Regions from separate parts of the Sus scrofa genome. Here regions 2 and 3 are each linked to region 1. Evidence: chromatin contacts called from public targeted proximity ligation data. All regions are on one chromosome and are shown on one strand. The core of a region is the stretch at or near the end of the contact, and the rest is flanking DNA. Distances in the headings are between cores, read along the strand shown. Region 1 has its middle 46 kb from the start of METTL11B. Region 2 overlaps PRRX1 (paired mesoderm homeobox protein 1). Region 3 has its middle 21 kb from the start of PRRX1.

What was found.
Region 2: a targeted proximity ligation map of skeletal muscle shows a contact between it and region 1. A contact is called at or near these places in 1 of 47 Hi-C or Micro-C datasets (skeletal muscle) and 1 of 2 datasets of targeted methods (skeletal muscle).
Region 3: a contact with region 1 is called in a targeted proximity ligation map of skeletal muscle, with 4 times the contacts expected there. A contact is called at or near these places in 1 of 47 Hi-C or Micro-C datasets (embryonic fibroblasts) and 1 of 2 datasets of targeted methods (skeletal muscle).

Annotation. Positions count from the first base shown.
Region 1 is chr4:80,829,124-80,834,112 of Sscrofa11.1, reverse strand. No RefSeq gene overlaps it. Among named protein-coding and RNA genes, the nearest start is that of METTL11B, 46 kb to the left of the region's middle.
Region 2 is chr4:80,435,408-80,440,396 of Sscrofa11.1, reverse strand. All of the region lies in intron 3 of PRRX1 (paired mesoderm homeobox protein 1), which reads left to right. All of the region lies in intron 2 of LOC106510093 (a long non-coding RNA gene), which reads right to left. Among named protein-coding and RNA genes, the nearest start is that of PRRX1, 65 kb to the left of the region's middle.
Region 3 is chr4:80,521,266-80,526,254 of Sscrofa11.1, reverse strand. No RefSeq gene overlaps it. Among named protein-coding and RNA genes, the nearest start is that of PRRX1, 21 kb to the right of the region's middle.

The DNA.
Region 1 (4,989 bases), core at 858-3,357:
AAAGCAGCGACAGTCAGACATCTCTCTCCTTCTTAACCAAGAGGTAAGGTGAAGGGAACTCAAGAAACAAGTTGGGTTGGGGAGGAGGCCACTTTAGTGGCTGCTTTAAACCATGCTGGGTCACAGTCACACTGACCTGATAATGCAGCAAACTCAGTTGGAGAAAGACTCTTTTCCTGGGCTACGCTTGGTCCCATGTGCACTGACAGACTTCAGAAAGAACTGAGAATCTGGCTAAGAAACTGAGGGGGTGAAATGGTTTTGTAGCAAGAGTTGCAATGCTGATGTCTTATACCAGGATCTGATGATGATAGACATAGCCAAACCTCAGAGAGGTCTCTAATGCCAACAAGAGTTGGGGTGAGCCAGAGTCAGCCCAGGATCACCTCTGAGCCTTGCCAAGCCCAGGCTAAAACTGACTAGATGGCAAGACCACAGATCTCAGTCAGCTGTTGAATGCCAGCAGAGCAGGTGGCAGTCATGTTGACTTGAATGATATTTCAGAGGAAGAAGGAAGGGGTATTGCTTCTGAAGACCCTGCTCTTCCTTTATGGACCCTGAGGTCCCACAAGTCATCCTCCCCTTCCTCATTAATTCATACATCATTGTCTGTACTCAGGGCGAAGGAGGCTGTCAAAGATAATGAGAATTTGCACGAAAAAGGTGTTAACTTCTAAAATAGATGGTTTAAATGATTGATCAAACTAAATTTTATATTTGACTGAATTCTTAGTGTATTTTTCTCACTTACCTTTTGAAGAAACCCAGACTGTTTCTCATAAAATACTAACCCCTATATTTCTCTGCTTTCCTCATTTGCAGTGTATGAGTATGCAGCATGTGAGTTAAATTCTACCACATAATGGCTGACTGTAGCTGTAATATTTACCTTTTCTGGGATATTAGTATTTTAATGGGTGATTCTAAGAGGTCCACTTTTATAAATTGAAGGACTTAACTTTAATGTTTAGAACAGGATTTGGCGAACAGCCTGAAGACCAAATCCAGCCCAGTTTGTTTTTGTAAATAAAGTTTTATTGGAACACTGCCACACTCATTGTTTTTTACATAATGTCTGTGGCTGCTTTTTCATTATGACAGCAGAATCGAGTAGTTGCAACAGAGTCTGTATGGTCTGCAAAGCCAAAAATATTATTATCCAGCTTTTTAATGAAAAAATTTGCTGACTCCTGGTATAGAAGAATATGGTTTTACTGAGCTTCTTTTCCCATTCCCTTTTTATTCAGATGAGGTTGCCGAGATCCTAAGAGGTTAGCAACACGTCAAGGTCACAACAGAAGTAAGGAGGGGGTCAAGATATAAACCATGGAATTTTATATGTGGTGAAAGACTAGTGGCGAAATCTTTACAGATTTGGGTTCCTTTGAAGAGCTTTGTATTAACTAATATTCCTGAGATTGCCTGATTATTGTAAACTCAACTTATTAATAAACTCTAGAATAAAATAAAAAATAATAAATGAGGAGTTAATTGTCCTGGCTAGGATCCATGAGGATGTGGGTTCCATTCCTGCATTTCTGTGGCTGTGGTGTAGGCTGGTGGCTGCAGCTCCTACTGGATCCCTAGCCTGGGAATCTCCATATGGCTGCAAGTGTGGCCCTAAAAGCAAAAAGCAAAAAAAAAAAAAAAAAAAAAAATTCCCTTTGAGCTGGTGAAATCACCAGGCTTTTATAACAATGGAAAGACTCAGTTCAGTCAATGTGTCCCTGACATACCTAGGGCCTGCATTATGGGACATTCATTATCTATTAGATAAATAAGTCCCAAAGGAGGGTCCAGTGTGTCATGTTGCACAGTTTAGGGATTTGGAAGATAACCTTAAATATTGGTTGCTGGAATCTCAAATGAAATTCCAACTGGGAGGGTGTCTCTAACCCTGATCTGTTCTAAGAGTCTGTCAGAGAGACAAGGGCCATGTAAGTTAGTGCTGCTTCCCAGTCCCTTAAAGAAACTGAGCCACTAAGGAACAGAATACAGAATGGTTGTTAAGTTGCTGCCTCTGTCTCTCCTTCCTCGGAAGAGTCCTCTCCACCTGCTCTCTCATTTCATCTCCTAACCTCATGTTACTTTTCACCTCTTGCTCTTAAGAGCTGGCCCTGCCACCCCATTGAAATAGGAAGGGTTTTTCAGGCCTTACCTCATTTGACCCTTCTGAGACATCTGACATCTTTGTCCACACCCTTTTTAATAATGCTTTCTCCTCCCTTGGCTTATGCCCTGCTCATGTAATTCTCCTGACTTGTTACTTCTCCCCAGGCTCATTCTTCAGCTGTCCCCACCTCAAATAAGGACCCTTGGGTTCCTAATCACTATATTTTTTTTTCTTGGTATTTTAAAATTATAGTTGATTTACAATGTTGTGTCATTTTCTTTTCTACAGCAAAGTGACCCAGTCATACATACATATACATTCTTTTTCTTATATTATCTTTCATCATGTTCTATCCCAAGAGACTGGATATAGTTCCCTGTGCTGTACAGTAAGTTAAATCTGCATATAACCTTGGATATATATGTCCTTGTATATAGTCACCTGGAAAATCTCATGTATGGTCAACTGCTAGCTACCTGGACTTGTCTCCCATATCTGCTTTTAGCCCACATCTCCCTTCTAAACTAGAATTCATATCTATTTGTACATGGAACATTTCCACTGGATTTCCCTAAGTTTGAGTTTCCCAAACTTAGAAAGTCCAAAGATGAAAACACAATCTTTTCCCTAAACTTGATAGCTTCCTTGATATTTTAAACTTATCACCCGTGTACTCAAAACCCTTCATTGACTTCCAAGAGCTACAGGGAATAAAGTTCCTAAATTCCAAAATCCCTCCATGAACTGGCTCCTGCCAGCCTCCTCTCTTACTTAAACTTTACTCTCTCTACTCCTGCTATTTCTTGCTTTCTCCTTCCTGTGTTATTTTTCTGTTCCTCGAATCCCTTTGTCGTTAAGTGAGCACCTACTCAGCTTTCAAAATTCAGAAGGTACTGCCTTCTTTACCATCATCCAATAAGACACTGGACTCTAAAAAAGGAAGGCCCCAGGCCTTACTTCCTTATCTCTGCACTTCTGTGGGTCCTGAAATTCATCATCCTGAATGGTTGAGTAGCCATGAAAAAGGTCCTTTGTGGTGACGACTTACTCCTTGCTGGGCAAGACTTTAACTGGCTGCAGTTTGTTGCAGAATTTTCCAGTTTCCCCACCCATCTGGGATTATCTTACTAGACTCACTTTAATAGCTCTGGGGCCAAGTGAGTGGTAATTCTTGGAGAAATTTAATTACAGTACTGTTAGTCAAAATTCTTCTAGAGAAAACAATGCAATAACTGTAATTAGGATAATTTCATAGAGGCAGAGTATACCACTTTATTCAGCATTTAGGACTTTATAAAGAGGCAGCACAATGGGATTAAAGAGCGTGGAGTCTGAAGTCAAGGTGCCTGAGTTTGAAGTCTGGTTTAGTTATTTACTAACTTTGTGACTCTGGGCTAGTTTCTTAGCCTCTCAGTGCTTCAATCTGTTTACATGTAAAAAGGAGATGGTAATAAGAGTATTATCCTCCAGATAGGATGGTGATGAGGTGTATACTTTTATATGTATCTATATATGTGCGTGTATATTTACATATGTTACTTAGAATGGTTGCTTGGTATTTAATGTGTTGCCTATTACTATTTTTAGCTTGTTAGATGACTAAGGGAAAAACCAAGGTTGAGTAGCCATGAAAAAGGTCACTTTCAACTAGAGGGTTGAGCAACCCTCTCTTTTACAGCAGTAAAACAACCACTAAACTCTCAACTCTCTAATTAAACTGTACACTGAATAACAAGCTTATATATCTTGTGTTTTTAGCCTATTATACTAGGCAAATAACTTTCACTTACTCTTATATTAGGTAGCAATAAAACAAGAGAAGAATGAACAGGCTTTTGAACATGCAATTCTTTATTTTATGTGCAAATACTTTAATGAATGCCTCCGTAAATAGTTAGAGCAAGCAATTATATAAACTTCAAGCACCAGGGAGCCCTGTTAATATGAACCACTGTGCACTGCAGTGTATGTGATCTCTACGGCATTCGATTTTTACAACAGTCAAATCCCAAGAGGTAGGATCTTCAGGTACTACAGTCCCCATTTTATGTATAAGAAAACAATCAAAAAGTATCATGGGTCCTATGTCTTCTGATTCTCTGTCATAATGCACATTCTGGGATTATCTTTTTCCTTATTTTTAAACTCTATTTTGTATGCGTGGTATGAAAAAAAAAGTCAGGCTGTACTTAACAAACTCATACCCTAGAAAATCTGTATAAAGGCTCTAAAACCATCTTTGATAACTTTTTTTAAATTTGAGGAGTTCCCTATGATGATTCTACTTATAGCTTCCTTGTTATTGATGCTGATCAGGTAACCTACTGGTGCAAGAAATAAGGAGAATCAGAGAGATGATGAAAAGTAAAAAATAGTTTAACAAAGAAAATAGACAGTATACATTTGCCTGTTGTTCTGTTGCATTGCTGCATCCATCTGTTTCTCTCCATTCCTAGCCACCAACTACTCTGTTCCACACTTGCCTGGATTGCTGTAATATCCTCCTAACTGATTTCCACGCAATCTCTCAATACCCTCCTAACCTATTCTCCAACTTGTTGCCAGAGTCATCTTTTTAAAAATACAAATCTGATCATGTCACTCCATCCCGCTTAAATCTCTTTATTGAATTTTTCTTGATCTTGAGATAAATAAAAAATTCTTTATTGAGGCTCGTAAGAAGACCCTGTGTCATCTGGCTCCAACTGCTATGGTAGAACTTGCAAGTTGTTAATAGCACCCATTTCTCTTCTGTGACATAAACAGTTTACATATCCCAGACTCCCTGACTGTTTGAAGGTGACTATGTGACTTAGTTTAACTAAAGAAACGAGAGAAAAAATGATACTCAGCAGTTTTCATGCCTGGCCTATAAA
Region 2 (4,989 bases), core at 1,372-3,871, 390 kb after region 1:
TATTGCTAGTTCTTACCTATTTACTGGAAGTTCTTTGGGGGTTAGTTTGTGTGGATTTTTTAAAAAAATATAAAAACAATGTATAATTTACACAAAATTTTTATATTTAAAAGGTGAGAAATATTAAAGAAGAAAATTGCTTGGAAAGGCTTTTTAACCTCCATTTATTATGCTGATCAGAAAATGTAGATTAATTCCAGAAGGAAGCTGAGACACACATGCCTGATGCATTGTCATCAGTCTAGTGTCTTTCTTTGATTCTAAGCAAGTACTCTTAGAAACCAGATCAAGGCTATGTGTTCTCTGGCTGATTGCAGTGAAGGAAAAAGTATTCAAAAATTCATTTATTATGCTTCTGTTTGACCTTTTAACTGTTAAAGCTAATTAAGGGTGGAAAGAGAGGTTTTAAACTAATTAAAGGAGATCATCTCCCAGCTGATGCTAAACTTCTGATGTGAAATGAAACATTTGTGAAAGGCAAATACTTTTCAAAAGTTGGTTGCTCTAATCAAAGTGAAAAACCTCACCTAAATATTCTTCCTATTCCAAATCAATTCCTTGAAAGAAACACCATAAATACATTTGGAAATTTCTTTTAAATTCCCGATTGTGAAATTAGTGTGAATTACTTTGGTCTTAGTACATGGAGACTCTGTACAAAAGAAATTGGACATTTCTATAGCTCTCAGACATAGTATGCCTTGCTGATTTCAAGATTAGTTATGTCTGTGTGTCCTATTTAAAATATAGACTCCTCTTATAGGATTTATTAAAAACACATTTTGAAGACCATAGTGAAATAACATATTCTTTAATATTTTAAGTAAGTGGATGACTGCTTTGTTTCTCTGATAAATATTGATAGTTCATAGACTCATTAAATGGCTTCAGAAATGGATGTGGTTCAGAGCTTGATTGATGTTTCAAGGTCTCTGGTTTGAATTTGGTCACAACCAGGAAGTTTAGCTCCTTTTTCTTCCTGGGTCCTAGTGAGGAACTTTTTATACCAGTTCCAATAAGGCAGATGACTATCATGTGGTCCTAACTAGTGAGAGGATGAGGGCAGTACACTGCATGAATGGGGATGAATACTCCCTTAATTACATTGGGCTACATTATCTGGACCTCAGTGGAAATTCAAATCCCAGTGCCTGCCTCAATATATACTTTGTACATGGGAATCTAACTGAAATTATTAACATGGAATTTATGTGTGCTTTGGGGGGGGAGTGTTCTATTTTAATTTGGAAGATTATGTAGAAAAACTAGATACACTTTTTAAAAACACTCATAATTGCGCCACCTTGAGATAGTTCGTTTATTTTTACAATTAGAATTCAGTATTTTATATAGTATAGATTTAGTGTAAATACTATTTTTTATTCTGCTCCTTTCACTTAAAATCATATAACCTAGTACTTCTTACTCAGTTCATGGTATACTTTTATATCATTTCTCTCTTAGGCAGAGTTTGTAAAAAATAATTCAACATTTCATAGAATCTGATTGTTCATGTTCTGTATGAAGAATAAATTAATCTCCAGATTTAAGTAGAAAAAATGATGGTTTAAGCAGTAATTTAATCAATAATAATGGTTTTTTTTTTGACCCAATGTTGACTGAAGTGTTTATATTTTGATCAATTTCTGAAAGTGGCAAAAGCTATTTTGTTACTTGGAGATTTTTCTGCTATGTTTAGAACCAAAATACATTATGATTTCACATTTTGAAGCTTGGTAGGAAATATAAGTCTTGTTAAGAAAATATAAAAGAAAAACAAGTGATGAAAAGCAAAAGAAACGATACACTTTTTGTGTTATGGAACATGAACTTGCTATTTCTGTTGATACTCTTATGTCAAAGTAGTTATCTCACATGTGACGTTCATTAAAAGGCATTTCTCTTGGTTAATCCTTGGATGCTCCCGTGTGGCAGCTCTGTCCTTGATCTGGTTCCAAAGAAGAGACTGAACACTTGCCCAAGTTTAAGCCTTCAGCAAGCAGAATTAGAGCCAGTGCTCATGATTCCTCTTTCTGTCCAACATATTTGCCACATAACCATATTTTCATTCAAATTAAACCTTATATGATATCAAAAATAGTAAAAAGTATAAGATTGGAGAACTACATAAACATGCCTGTTTGATTCAGGGCTTTGTCTCAGATCTGTGAGGCCTGCCTGCAGCTGAGGTCCACGTTGTGGGGTGTGCAGGCACCCCCTGGAATAAATGATGTGCCTTGGTCATGCAACTCGGGGACAGTGAGCAGACAGTTTTGCCAGAGGGTCAGTTTGCTGACTTCCACAGCTCTCCCCTGGAAGAAGAGAGGAGGAAACCAAGACTCAAAGCAATAGCGTGCATATGGTCAGAATTATGGGATGGGAAACAGCCAAAACATTTTTTTTTTTCTGGGTGTCTTTTATATCCAGAGTGGAGGCTGTATAATTTATCATTCAAACTGGGACACTTTTGAGAGTGAAAGGGGAGTACTATTAATAATGACACTAGGACAACAGGCATAAACTGGGATTGTCCCTGGCAAACAGAGATGTATGGGTCACTCTATTTATAGCACGTCCTGACCTCTTTCATTCCCTTGAGCATGTTAGAGGTGATGATGTCAGGCAGGCAACTGAGTCACTGGGAGGAGCAAAGTATTCTCTAACAGGCCACTACTGTCCTGGCAGGTGTCTTCTTTATCTACCCGTAGCCAGTTGAAAAAAGCTTGTCTTTGGCCCATATGCTCACTGCTTAGCTTAGAACTGTTTCCTTAAGCAAATGAAAGCACACAGAAGCACCAAAGTTATTAAGACTCATTATCTTGTAGTGCTTTGCCTCTTGGGTAGCAGGGATTAACCAAGTCCTAGACTTTTGACTGCTGTTTTAGATGAAGTAGTCAAGAATCTTTTCTGCAGAAACATCCTTTCCTGTGAAAGGTAGAGAATGGCCTGGCTCTGCAGTATTGGTCTGGAGTGCCCTTTCCAGAGGGAGGGCTGGGCTTCAAAGACAACTAATGACAAGTGAAAGAGAGGCCAGCCATCCTTATCCACAATTTTCCTCCCCCCAACCTTCTCCTTCTCCACCTCCCCTCATTTGATCGTGGTCACAGTGCTGCCTGACATCTGCTGAACGCATTTGGCTCATTTCTCCCTTTCACACTTTCAAAAATAGATCCTCGTCCCTCCCAAGATGTTGTTTACACGAGGGGCTTCATAACGGATTCTAACGGAAGACACTGAAAAGGTAACTTGTCAGAGGGGAAAGAGGGTGGCTGCTGGGGGCAGGGTTTAAGTGGGAATTAACTCTGTTGAAGAAAGTGGGGTTTTACAGTCCTAGGAATGAAAGCAGTGAGGTCCTCAAGTGGGGAATCCTATTGGAAACCAGAGCTGTAAGAAAATATGTCCTTAGAGTTAAAGTAGTCTGATGGCCTAGAGCAGGGCTCGTCACAGATTACTGGGCAAGTGAATCATCTGGAATCGTGTTACGGTGCAGACTCAGATTCAGTGAGTCTGTGGCAGGACCTGGGATTTGTGCCTCTAACGTGCTGCCATGTGAGGGCCATGCTGTTGACACTTGGTCCATACTTTGAAGAGTGTGGTTTTAGATGACTGTAGGATGTGGGACAGAGGTCAGAAGAACTGTGTTCTTGTCCTGGCTGCTGCAACTCAGGCCAGTTGGGTCATCACTCTTTTATGTAGCCTTGTATCTAAAATCAAGCTAGTGATAGTTTCCCTATTATATGTCTCACGAGGTAATTTGGAACCTATGTTTAAGCAACGTGCATTTCAAAAAAGAAATACAAAAATCATGAGATGATAGAAAATAGGCAAGCCTTCAAATATAAAATATTTCTAGAAAGAAAAACTTTAAAATGGTGGAAGTAAAAAAAAAAAAATGGTGGAAGTCTCACTGAATATGCCGTGCAAACTGAACGTTTACAAATGAAATATGGTCCTATTGTCCACTTTAAGAGCTAAATACACTTCAAAAACTCAGCTCCCGAGTTTGAAAAACAGACGTTGGAAATGATTATTTAAATCACCAAAGAGCACTTCCAAAAGGATTTTGTGGGTCTCTCTTTAAAAGTAAATTTCCCTAGGAAAACTCACATTGAATTTTTTTAGATGAAGGAGGTGTACTTCTGTCGTTCTTCCTCCGACAAAAGAACAAACCAAAGATATGGTCTCCAAATTCTACATATATAGAGAGAGTCATGAAAACCTCAAGCTCGATAGCCTTTTAAAAAATCCCGAGCTGGGAAAGCCCTAGAATCTCAGGAAGACACACAGACTTCTTGGGCTGACAGATTTGTCTTTGGGATGAAATTTTTCATAGCTTGTCATCATTTGTCCAAATGCGCCAAATGGAAAACAAAAGTTGGAGCTGAAAACTGAGTCAGGTATTATTTCCCCCCAGTTCTCCTCAATTGTTTTGTGATGTGTGGGATTTGCATTCTGGGTGACTAGAAAGCAGAGAGGGAGATGTTCTTAAGTTTCCTGGCTTTAAAACCACAGCATGTATCTATAGTATTTCCCATACTTCGTTGGTGTTTGGCAGTCATCTTAAACACATATTCCTCACAACAACCTCTCAAGGTAGGTTGAAATGATCAAAAATGATTTGTCCCCAGTGAAAACAGAACGCCAACCCTGGTAGTTAGCATTTGCTGCCTATGGCTGAGCTCGAACTGTTAGGAATCTCCAAATAAGGAGAAGGAAGAATTTCAAGCTTACTTCAATGTGTCAGCTCTACAAAAAAAGTCCTAGAGCATATTTGCATTAGTCCTAGAGTATGCTTTGCATACAAGCATTTCTTTTTCATCTCTAATTCCACAATGCCCTTTATTTGGCAAGTAGTTTCTTGGTCATGGGCACAAAGACTTTTACATTCTTAAAAACTAAATAGAAATGTTGTTTTGGCCAGATCATATAAGCCCAGTCCCAGTACTCAAGATCTCATATTCTGTATCCTGTGAGAGGAATAGGAGGTTT
Region 3 (4,989 bases), core at 1,360-3,859, 310 kb after region 1:
ATTTCAAATCTATTTAATTTTTGATTAGGCTCTGATGGTCTATTCACCACGTGCTGCTTCTATTAACCTGAACCCTATCTAATTGCAACCTGCTTTTGGTGTCCCTGGATGACATCAAGATGTGCGGGATTGACAGTGCTAGGCACACTGCATAACAACTGTGACAAAACACTGTGTTCCTCAAGAGCATGGAGAGAGAGATTTCCTGGGTCAAAATATTAATGTCTAGACTTTCAAGGCTGCTGTTATTATTCTGAGAAGAAAAGACTCTCATGGATTTATCGTTGAACCCATCTCATTTTACTCTCTAATTTTAAATGTCTTTGTTTCACTCTCAGAGAGTTTGAAACATGAGTTTCAAAACAGACTATTATTAACCTCAAAGAGTATTGGATCCAGTTAGACATGATAGGTATATAATGTGTGTAATAATACATTTATTTATAATCTTTCTACTTTCAAAGAAAGGATTTGAGGTGTGCTATTCAGAATAAATGGAAGACATTCAATCAGCCTTTTCTGTCTAGGAATTTGAGAATCTAAGTGTACTCAAAGAATGGCAAATATGGCAATTTCCCCAGGACTGTCACATTGCCCTACTTCCAAAGGATATGACACCAAAGAGTTCACAGCTGTGTTGTCATCACAAGTTTAAACTTGACACCGGTGATATCATAACCATGGAAAATGATTTTTTAAAAATACTGCAGCTGAATTTTTGGATAGTTAAGTTTTCATTAAGAAAGAAGCTCCATAGAATTTGATAGGGACTACTGACATTAGAGGATGCACAATGAAGGAAATTCATTTATTAAGAAATCATCTGTGTCAAATGCTAGGCTAGGTTTTTCACATCCATTACCTCATTTAACCTCATAATAACCCCATTAACTAAGTAGTATTATTCTTCTTATTCCATACATCAGTAATGAAGTTCAAAGGGGTTAAATACCTTCCCCAAGATCACACTGCTGGGAAGTGACAGGACAAGGAAGTTTACTCGTATCTACCTGATTCCAAAGCATATGCTCTTTCCATTACAACTGGAATGTTTGGAATTCAGATTAAATTCCATTCTTGGCCTGGATTAAAGATTTGCTCTGTAGCATTAATCAGGAGTCAAATAAAATAGGGGCTAATGAAAACAGCTGATTCAGCTCCTAACAAAGCATAACACACCACAGTAGCAAGGGACAGGGTCTCACTACTGTAATAAAATCATGGCAAGGCTGAAAGCCCATTTCTCAGACATTCCCTCTCACAGATGCCATGGAACTAAAAGTCTACTATGAGTGTTCCTTCCTTATGGCCTCTTAAAAAACTGTTTCTATTGAATACAGGAAAGGTTTATACATGAAATAAATTCACATTTAGGCATTTTGTGACTAATTGCAAATGTCTTCCTAGGAGAAGAGAGAAAAGGCAGTCAACACATTTTTGGTGGGCAGAAGGCAGTAGGGCTGAAAATAAGAAGTCCAGAAATGAGAGAATACTGCCAATTTATCTTCTGCTTAGGTCAGATCCTAGACATAACATTTGGTTAAAAAGGAAAAAAATAAGATTCTGGTGTGTCTTTCTTGGGTAATCTAGAAGCTTGTAATGGGTCTGAAATTTATAATCATGTTCTTGATGTGAAGGAAGTCTGCCTGAAAATAATCATACATTTTTATTCTAGTCTAGTGATCTAGGTAGATTTTTATGATTTAAAGGTCAAGAACTGGCATCAAGTTCTTTTCTGAATTACTTGTTTTTATAAATTTCATAAACCTATACATGATAAGTACACTTTGAAAACTTAGGAGATTTCTTCCCTCTATTTTTGTGAATTTGACCTTTGGATATCATTTAGTTTGAACCCCAAATTGTGGTCTAGGTAGCAAATTGTGCAAAACCATAGGGGGAAAAACTTAGTGAATTATTTTGTCTCATTGACTTCCCTGATTGGCTGAATTCCATAATGTAATTATAGAATAATGTAATTAAATATAGAATGTACCACAGAATGTAAGGGTTAAAAGACCAGAGTCAAATTCAAAGCACTACCTATAGCTGGCAACACGCAAAGTTCCATTTTGAAACAACCTTTTTTTTCAAAGCCTTTAAAACATTATTCTTCTCTTCAGGACGCTCTGCCCAGCCCTGTCACAATGAGACGAAACTATGGAGTTGGCAGCCATCTTGTGCAGTGAAAGACAAAGTGTCTGGCTCTGAGCCAAGGAAAGCCAAAGTGATCAATATTATATTCTGAAAGCACCAATGGACCCTTTGTCCCAGGACTAACACTTCTGGGAGATGTGCCAGAAGATTCACGTGTGCACATATGTGCACACACAGTAACATGATGATTCAGGAAATCCAGTCATATGGGAAGATCAAAAGCACGGCAGGATATTCCTGTGACTCTGGCATTGGTCAGCAATACTTCAATGTCCACATCCAAATATGAAGGCAGCTGAAAGAGTCTACAGATGGAAGATAAACAGAAACTTGAAAAAAAAAATGTACTAAGGCAGATTATTTTGCTCCCGCTGTCCCACCACCTAACATAAGCAGCCCTGGTGCATTGTCAATCACTCCCTCGCACCACTTTGAAGTATGACTCTGTCCCTGAATCCTACAGGGTGAATGCCAGCCTGGCCTGATCTCACCTCTTTAAGCCTCTGCCCTTCAGTGCACCCACAAGTGTTTGGAACATATATTGGGGATAGAAGGGAATATGATCCCAGCCCCAATTCCAGACAGCTACTAGAACATGCCATGTGTCTGGCACTGAAAAAGATCACATTGCCAATTTACAGCTAACTCAATGACCTCAGTTTTGGGGAGAAAGAAAAAAAAGTCTGTATAGCTGATAAGAGAACAATGAAAACATACCCCCCCACACACACATATCATTTAGCTCAAAACCAAGGCCATATTTGGGATCATAAATATATATATATACACATATATATGATACATATATAGTGGATACCATTTTATATATAGTGGATACTCTTTTGTGTGTGTGTGTGTGTGTGTGGATGTGAATACTATATATATATATATAGTGGATACCATTAACAGAAGGGCTTAATGAGGCACTCTTGCTACTGTTGTCCTTACAATAAAATTTAAGAACACATTGTGCCAAGGAGGACATTGCTATTCAATTTAGATCATTTTCATACATTTAATATCTGCCTCTCTCATCACGTTTGCAATTTTTACAGTCTTTGTTATGAATAGCTTCTCATTACATTTCTATGAGGGAGATCATCATAATTACAAACTTATGTTATGGGAGAGCAGAAAGAAGTGACTTGGCAAAGGTCATGTGGCAATGCAATGTCCTAGGCAGGAAGGGAATTGATATATCTGGAAACCATTGTGAGTTATGCATTCCATTGTGCCTGGCAGAAAGCATGCTGGGGTTGCCCCAGCCAAAGCCTTGAGCTTATTCAGAAACATGAGTGCTTGATATGGGTGTGATGTCACCAAGAAGAAGAAGTCAAACTTTACTGGTGATAAATTGAGCACAATCTTATAGGAAACAATTTCCAAAATTGCTGTTACTATTGGGAATGTTGGGAATAAGTTAGGAAAAAGATGAACTGCCCTTTAATACTGGGGTATTTGATTTGGCATTTAAACTGCTACAAAATCTGCTCTTAGCTAACAGCTTGTCCTTTGCAAAAGCATTATATTAATTCATCTAAGGATGGTATCTCTTTCATGAGATGCTCCAGGGGGATGCTGCCTTGTGTTCTTGTACAGTCTTTTTATGGTCCACCTGGCAAAGGGATGAACCAACATTTCTATCCTAGGATGCTGCTTCACAGTAGAAACTAGGTGCTTAAATAATTTTGGAAATGAAATACCATGAAGTTCATAATCCAGAACAATGAACAAGCATTTTTTTCAAATTTTACCCAGCCTGAGAGCTATTCATTTCCCACCAGAATTTAAAAAAAAAAAAAAAAACCCTATCCCCCACCACAGCATAGAAGAGAGTAAGATTGAGAACTCAAACGAGAAACGAGTGTTAGAAACAGTATTTTCAGAAAGTACCTGTTGCTGGGTAAGTTGTGTTGTTTTGGGTTTTTTTTAAACATACTTATTGTGTACACTTTGAAATAAAGCAGAGAAATGGAGAATTTTCTGTCATTAATATCGAAATTTTTATGTATAGAAGTAAACATTTAAATCATAAGGTAAAAGACAAAAACTTCACTGGGTTCAGAAAGCATCTACTAAAGGAGAATACTGTAATTTTATTTTGTTATTTATTTATATGTCATCGATTATAGTGAGACTGATTTCCTTTTCTGTGATGTTCATATTCATAGCTTTTGCCCATTTTCCCATTTTCCCATTGGGTTCTTTGATTTTTTAAAATTAATTTGTAAGAGTTCTTAATATACCATATGTACTAATTCTTTGACAGTAATATGCCTTGCAAATAACTTCTCTCTCTTATGCCTCTTTCTTCAGTTATTTATGTATTGCTGTGTTTAATGTCATGCCCCATCTCTATTCTTTGAGACAGCTCCACACACAACACACAGTTAATGACCTAAAGGAAATTTTATAGCAACTTCACTTTGCTTTCTTATCAATCCCATTAGTGTTCAAAATTCCAGATACAACTTGCTTCTGATGGTTGGCTCCATTTCCTTTCATTGGCCCCAAATCTGATCTCTTATATGACTTTTGAATAAAGATGATTTGATATTCCATGATCCCTGAAAATATTGCTGAACTCTTAATTTTAGTCACCTCATCTTTTAGATCTTGATGCAGATCTTCCAGATTTATTTAACTCGTGTATCATGTTCTCATGATTATAGATCTTTTGGTCTAGCATTAAATTTCCCAGCAGATGCTAAATCTTTATCAACACAATTTGTTTTCTTTAGGCTTAAATCATCTCGTGCATTTTCAGAATCAGTGGAATACTTTTGTTTCTTTATTATCTGTTTCATGTGCTTTACCCTACTATCACTATGT